Linked DNA regions of Mus musculus: region 2 is linked to region 1. A link is a contact called in public HiChIP or PLAC-seq data. All regions are on one chromosome and are shown on one strand. The core of a region is the stretch at or near the end of the contact, and the rest is flanking DNA. Distances in the headings are between cores, read along the strand shown. Region 1 has its middle 24 kb from the start of Mfhas1. Region 2 overlaps 1700015I17Rik (a long non-coding RNA gene).

Evidence for each region. HiChIP or PLAC-seq counts read pairs in DNA pulled down with a chosen protein or histone mark.
Region 2: a contact with region 1 is called in an H3K4me3 HiChIP or PLAC-seq map of bone marrow-derived macrophages, with 6 times the contacts expected there. The contact joins two enhancer-like sites. A contact is called at or near these places in 10 of 484 Hi-C or Micro-C datasets (the HL-1 cell line, bone marrow-derived dendritic cells, bone marrow-derived macrophages and 7 more), 10 of 115 datasets of contacts at active chromatin or transcription factors (CD8 T cells, bone marrow-derived macrophages, craniofacial prominence and 7 more) and 1 of 9 other capture datasets (bone marrow-derived macrophages).

Annotation. Positions count from the first base shown.
Region 1 is chr8:35,562,423-35,566,037 of GRCm38.p6, reverse strand. No RefSeq gene overlaps it. Among named protein-coding and RNA genes, the nearest start is that of Mfhas1, 24 kb to the left of the region's middle. Within about 2 kb of position 1,852, at least 23 of the 459 cell types and tissues checked have an H3K27ac peak or open chromatin away from gene starts, as enhancers often do. A contact at or near this core is called in bone marrow-derived macrophages, where this site is marked.
Region 2 is chr8:35,705,184-35,709,092 of GRCm38.p6, reverse strand. It overlaps 1700015I17Rik (a long non-coding RNA gene), which reads left to right. Exons shown (of 3, transcript XR_378890.3): 3 at 1-1,102. Among named protein-coding and RNA genes, the nearest start is that of 1700015I17Rik, 12 kb to the left of the region's middle. Within about 2 kb of position 1,987, at least 47 of the 459 cell types and tissues checked have an H3K27ac peak or open chromatin away from gene starts, as enhancers often do. A contact at or near this core is called in bone marrow-derived macrophages, where this site is marked.

The sequences.
Region 1 (3,615 bases), core at 603-3,102:
ACTACCAAAAAGAAAAAAAGAAAGAAAGAAAGAAAGAAAGAAAGAAAGAAAGGAAGGAAGGAAGGAAGGAAGGAAGGAAGGAAGGAAGGAAGGAAGGAAGGAAGGAAGGAAGGAAGAAAGGAAGAAAGAAAAGAGAAAAAAAGAAAGAAAGGTGAACTGAGCACTAGTATCCCTCTCTCTGCTTCCTCACTGCCCACACCGTGTGACCAGCTGCCTCACGCTCCTGCTGCGGTTAACTCCCCCACAGCAATCGACTATATCTCAAATGGAACGAAACAAACCCTTACTTTCTAAAGCTGTTCCACCCTAGCAGTACGTAAAGTGACTAATATACCACCCCAGACACCACATACGGTAATCATGGCTCCTTAGGATCCTGCTGACTGTGATAGATAACACTTTCTTTCCATATGCAGTCACCAGGTCTCTCAGGCCATATAGTCTTTTCTTTCCTACTTACTTTTCCTTGTCTTTTTTAAAAAAAAACCTATCTCTCCGTGTCTGCCTTTGATCTCCTTCAGATGAAGCCACCAAGTGCTGGAATTGCAGGCATTCCCACCTTGTGTAGCTTTAGGCTTCATTTCTTCTTGAGGGGTTTAACCGTTTTAAGGAGTTTCCATTTTGAGACGTTTCAAAGGATGTCCCTTAATGATACTTGTCTAGACTGCACTTAGTAGGCTTCTAAGGAAGCCCCAGAGACAAGAAACCATTGTTTTCCCATCTTAGTAAGGCTACCTAGCATTCACATGACCTGCCACTGCTCCGTGACCTCTGGTCACTTGGTTGAGGAAGTGCTTGTCAAATTTCTGTTTTAATTCTTGCACAGGAAGCCACTCCATAGCACACACTTAAGTTGCAAGAAGCTATGTATACCTCCTTGAGACAAGGTATTTACAAAAATTATATGAAATTCCTGTTTATTTAGTCATTTACTTATAACTATGGACTCAAAAAAATACATTGAATCATAATCCAATATTTCTTCAGCTTCATTATCTTTCAACTGTGTTGGCCTTTTGGCAAATGTCCTTGTGTTCAGAGAGTTGGAAGGAAGATAGAGCACTTCCTTAGACTCTTCTTCGACAAGATGCTCCTTCCAGCCCCTTCTTGTATGTTAGCTGCCCCAGTCCTAGAATCAGCCATTTGTCCTGATCCTTTTCCTGAAGAGAAGTCCTGGAGGTAAAGGGCTGCTACATATGGGTGTGGCTGCTGAGTGTCCCTGCCTCAGAGAGAAATGAAAAGGAAATTTACGTACACAAAATAGTACACATCTCGACTAATACTTCTACATTAATCCTTTCACAGTAACACACATTCATAGAGATGCGGCCAACCCTTCCACCACGACCTCCACCAGTCTTGCTTCTTTCCCTGGTTTCCAATGAGACATCTGGCTCTCATCCTCATCTATTTAACTAGTCTATTTAACTAGTCTATTTAGCTAGTCAATTCTAGTACCCAGGATAGTAATAAAAATTAGTGTTGGTGGATGGAAGGCAGCTTTATCAACTGAGGTCATTAACCGTGGTGTCTCAAAGACATTACTCAGTATGGCCATACGCCAGGGATCATGGGATGATTCTGTTACCCAGGTGGAAGGAGAGATAAGAAAGAAGAGTCAGTGTTCTCCACCCAGCATGCACTGTAGCGGCAAGCCGTGGAAGAGGAAAACTCAGTGTGTTTGTTTAGAATTTTAGCTCAATTTCTAGGTACATTTCATCTCAGTTTTTTTTTCTTCCCTGAAATGCAGTCTTTGCTATGATATCCACCTCCCTCCCTCCCCACTATGCTGACTCAGCCATTACTCTTTCTTCACAGGGCCAAGAGGAGAAACCTTAATGAGTTCATCATGAGTTGGAAGGGCCAGAGGGCACAGCAGGGACGGGTCAGCACATAGCTGCTGACTGACTTAAGACTTAATATATAAGAGGAAATAAAAACTGGGAGAGAATGTGGGCTGTTCCTGCCCACCCTTTGTGAGGTTCACAATTTCACTAGTTGATGCCTTTGTTTATTAAATCAAGTGTCTTTTTAAAAAAATCTCTTTATTAACTCAAACGTCAATGTGGCTTTCCTACTCAATGGCAATTCTTAAAACCAAGCAAATGCACGTTTTAGAAGAGTTGACTTGATATCTGGAAAGAACACAGAGCACATAATTCTACACAGGAAAATACAAAAATGTTCTTCATGTATGCTATAAGAGTTTATTTTTATTTTCTTTCATTTACTCTTTGATGCTGGGGATAGAATCTAAGACCTGAACTATTTTCTCTGACCCTTGAGAGTGTAAGGATCTAGAAAGCACCACGGAAAAAAGGCTTTGGAAACTCACCCACAAGAATCTAAGCCTGACTCTGCCATTTAACAACTTTGGAAACCCAGGCAAAAATTATGTGCTGCATTATAAACTGGTATTAGACTATCAAGTATAATTTATTAAAATAGTATTTAAATGAGAAATTCTATTTATATTAGCAATCATGTAAGATACAACCTTTGAACTTATAGCCCAGAGAGTGAAACTAGTGTATGCAAATTTATGTCATTAAAGAGGTGGGACACTCCCAGAATGGGATGCAGGACTGAGATAACAGCCTGGCTAAGGGGCTTTAGGAGAGCATGTCAGCCTTGCAGCTCCAAAGATGAGTGAAGTCGGTTGGGCTAAAGACAAAAGAAACCATTCATAGACTGTAGAAGTGGGATGGAAACGAGATGGAACAAGAAGAGAAGCCTTCTCACAGTGAGGGGCCAACATCACAACTGAATCTACACAGAACCAAAAGGAACCCCCACTAAGCCATTTACTTCACACCGATTTTGGGTTTTCTGCCCCATCTAGATGAACTTAATTAATACAGATTTTATTTATGTCTTTTCCTACCTTTCATCTCCCCAGTACCCCTCAAAATACTTTTCATCTTATAATTCTCCTGGAGAGATATTCTAAGGATTCCTAAGCATCTAATTTGAGGCTTTGTGCTGGCTAGTTTTCTGTCAGCTTGACACAAGCCAGAGTCATCAGAGAGGAGGGACTCTCAATTGGAAAAAGATTTCATAAGATTTGGCTGTACACTTTCTTAATTAATGATTGATGATGGAGGTCCCAGCTTATTGTGAGTGATGCCATCCCTGGGCTGGTGATCCTGGGTTTTATAAGAAAGCAAGTTGGACAAGCTATGAGGAGCAAGCCAATAAAGTACCACCCCTCCGTGACCTCTGCATCAGCTCATGCCTCTAGGATTCTTCCCTGTTTGAGTTCCTGTTCTGAGATGGACTGTGATATAGAAGTGTAAGCCAAATAAACCCTTTCCTCCCCAACTTGCTCTGGTCATGATGTTATCACAGCAATAGTAACCTCAACAAGGACAGATATGAAGTGGCAGCTCACCAACGATCAACTCTGGTGGAACCATACATGCCATGGTACCGAGTACAATCACTCTCCTTAGCTCACCATCCTCAAAGAGCTTGGAGGTATTTGTTTGACACAGTCTTACTCTGTAGCCCAGTCTGGCCTTGGTCCTGTGGTTCTCCTACTTCAGCCTCCTGAGTGCTGGGATGACACACATAAGCTATCATACCTTCTCCACAGGAGGTTTAGGAATAAGCCAA
Region 2 (3,909 bases), core at 738-3,237, 140 kb before region 1:
TCAGGACCCTCCAGCCACACTCACTCCAGGTTCTGCGACTCTGTGATTCTATTCTGGAATCTCCACAGCTTTCCTATCCTTTCCTTCTGACCAAATTCTACATTCACTTTGAGGTCAGCCGGTGCGCATCACAAACCCTTGCCAACTCTTCTGCTTAGAGCAAGTCACTCTCATCAGCAGCACCCGCAGCACCCTGCCTCAGCAGATGCTTCCAAATGTGTCCCCTTCTGAGCCAGAGAGCTCAGTCGATAAGGCCTCAGAAGAGTTCCTGACACTCTGAGGGAACCACACCAAGCCTTTCAAGTGTTCTCCTGGGCTTCATCTTCTGTCTACATCACCCAGCCAAGATACCAGCCTGCCACTGAGCTCAGCAGATGTCCGTGGTATGAATGGATTCCGAGCAGACGGCACAAAAATGAAGAAGATGGGAGAATGGTTGGGAGCCACCCTCTAATAGAGGATTACATTTAAATACATTAAAGATGGGAGCTGTCGTATGGGTTAGCATAGCAACAATGACCTTATCATTTCCAAGCCGACAGTACAGATGGATGTTCTCATTGTCTTAAAAATAGGTCCACGATGATACCGCAGGATTGATGGATGGAAGTGCATGATTGACAATTGAAACTGGGATTGTGGCTATATTCAACCCAGGAAACTGGGGAATCTTGGGAAGGAATATTTAAAATCCAGACTCCCAAGTGCCTGTAAACCAATTAAACAATAGCAAGATGAGCTTTGCTAGGATAAGGGAGACCCTGGGTGACATTTCCAAGCCAAGCCTGGGCATAGCTGTTTTTCCACCCTGAGCAGCTGAGGTGCTTGCTCACGGTAGGGGGGGCAAAGAAAAAAACCGCTCATGTGTCACTCAACTGCCCTCTGGCCCCACGTGTGGGAATTTCTTTTAAAGATCTTAGTATGGGGGGACGATAGAATGAAAAGAGTCCGATTATCTACGGCAAGCCTAATTATAGCTTCAAGGGCGAGTACGCCAGGAAGGGTCACGTGACACGTTCCATCCGCGAGCACTGGAGAGCAGCTGCGAACAGGAGCAGTTTCCAATGACAGCCACCAGGTGGCAGAACAGAACGCAAACCTCTCTGCCTTAGAGGTCAGCCCTCATTTGCCCTTAGGTGAGCAGTTTTGTGACCTTAGAAGACTCAGTAGTGACTCCACTGAGACTGTGATTCAAGGCCTCCGTTTCACCCGTGACTTAATTTACATTCAAAACAAACAAACTTCCAGTAGAATGAACTACCTTTGAAGGATGGGACCTTGAGAGCTAATTGTTTAATTTCCAGAAATGTAACCTTTTAATTAGAATTAGAGTATACCAATTACACTTCCATAACGCATAATTAGTCAACTTACATTTAAATTAAGAAAATTGTCATCCTCTGTCCTAGTCTGTCATCAATGGGAGGAGAGGCCCTTGGTCCTGTGAAGGCTCTATGCCCCAGTATAGGGGAATGCCTGGACCAGGAAGTGGGAGTGGGTAGGTTGGGGAGTAGGGGGTGGGGGAAGGGGATAGGGGATTTTCGGAGGGGAAACTAGGAAAGGGGATAACATTTGAAGTGTAAATAAAAGAAATATCTAATTAAAAAAAAAGAAAAAATTGTTCTCTATCTTTTACTTTGTTACTTCCTGTGGTCTTGAGTCTGTGCTGTTTGTGGGGCTTGTGTGAGAAAAATACTGCGCAATGAGGTGCTAGCGCATGTCTCTTCTCAGGTTGGGAACTTGAATTTGGCCATGGGAAGCAATGCAACCTTGTGCTACAAATGTTCTCCTTTGTGGCTGGCTCTTAACCATTCTCTGACCACTAATGCATGAGCTATGAGGGAGATGACCAGATAAGCTTCAGTGGGGGACAGACAAGAGTAATAAGCCTTTAAATTTGTTTCAATAATAATTCAGACACAGCAAAACACATCAATAGAGAGCCAGACTGTAGTGAACATTCAGAATTTGGGTCTGTGTCCTGCTGTTCATGAGTCACACACTTCCGGCCACTGGTTCCTCATGCCCATTCCTCCTTCTGCCGAAAGGATATATTGGAACCTAATTTATATAGTTACTTCAAAGACTAAGAGAATTCATGCCCTGAAGTTGCGCCTTGACTGGCTGTATCTGCCAGCTAATTTTTTTGCTGGATTGGTTTTGTTTTGATCTTACAAGATAGGGTTTCTCTGTGAAGCCCTGGTTACCCTGGAACTCACTCTGTAGACCAGGCCGGCCTCAGAGATCTGCCTGTTTCTGCCTCCCAAGTGCTGGGATTAAAGGTGTACACTGCCATGCCCATCCAGCAAGCCAGCTCTTCTTACTACTAAAGAAGGTGGATAACATTAAAGCCACAAGATGCACATGGCGGAGATGAATGTGAGTCAATCTGAAGACTGTACATCAATTTACAATCTTATTCGATTTTTACATTTAATTTTGTATTATGATTTACCTTCATTTTCTGGGGATAAATAAAGATAAAACAGTATCGGATTCATTGTTTGGTACTGACAGAATAATAGATTTTACTATCACACCTTGCTTTTTCAATATCTGGAGAGTGTATTTAGAATTCTCAGGGTTTAGAGGCTTCTATCCTAGTTCCTAAAATGTTTGGTAAATATCAGACATTCTGTCAGGCTCTGTCCAAATGTACACAATTAACACGGTGACAATTCTTAAGGTCCCTGAGGCATGGGGGTTGTTCAGAAAATGGGTTCCTGTAACCTCACAGTCTTGACTTGTCAAACGAGGGCTCAGAGATATGTCTCAGCATAGAATAGGCCAGCCTTCAAAAAGAAATTCAAGAAATGGCCCCTCACAGAAGCAGGAAGAAAGAAAGGAAAAGGGCAGAGAGTCTCTCGTGGGACTCGTCAAACAAGGTCAAACAGAAAGTGCCTTTGAGTCACAAAAAGCCTGTCAAATTAGGTGTGGGTTATGATTGATGCAAAATTCAAAATGCCTGCTGAAAAGCAAGTTCTAGAAAACCTGGGGAAAGTTAGGCTGGGATTGTGGCTCTGTGGTTAGGGCACGGCAAACATGAACGCTGCATTTGCACCCTAGAGCCATATAAACCAGATGTGGCGGTATGACCTGCGATCTCAGATCTCAAGAAGATCAGAAGTTCAAGGATGTTCTAGTGCATTACAGGCCAGCCTGGGTTATACAAGAAACTGGTGAGAGACAGGATCCTGTGTTAAGTAATATTCTGTCTTGAGACCAAAAGAAATATCAGCCTGCCTCTAATCTCATTTCTGAATGGCAGTAGGCATTAGAAAGCTTAGAGATAACTTTGCCGGCAATGGCCAACCCACCTCACCACCCCACCGTTCAAGCTCAGAATGAAGTAATCTCACTCCAACTGCCACGCAGAGCTGACTCATTGGTCCCAATGGCCCCATGAGGCCAGTGCCACATGGCTGGTTTCTTTTATCTCTACCCAACACTGACTGCACAAGTGCCCTTCTAGTGTAGTTACACACACATGCAGGCTCCGTGTTCCGGAAGAATGAGACAGGGTCACAAGTTCAGGTCAACTTGGGCCTCCTTTTCCAACTCTGTCTCTTTCTCACAAACAGACAAACAAAAGGCAAATAAATAAAATAAGTTGAAGCACAAACTGCATGCACACACATATATGCACTGCACAAGCACAGACACATATGTATGTGCACGTGTGCACACATTATGTGCTTGTGTATGCACATGTATGCATACACGGGTGTGCATGTGCAGACACACAAACACGTATACACACACACACACAAACACACCCCTGCTCATGTGCAAACCAAACTAAAAGGAAAAGAGTGGTTTCCCAGAGCACTCAAGCACGAACAGAGGTGTTCCATCGATCTGTAATAAACATTACGTGTTTTAAATCTAGTGCCATCTTATTGTACACAC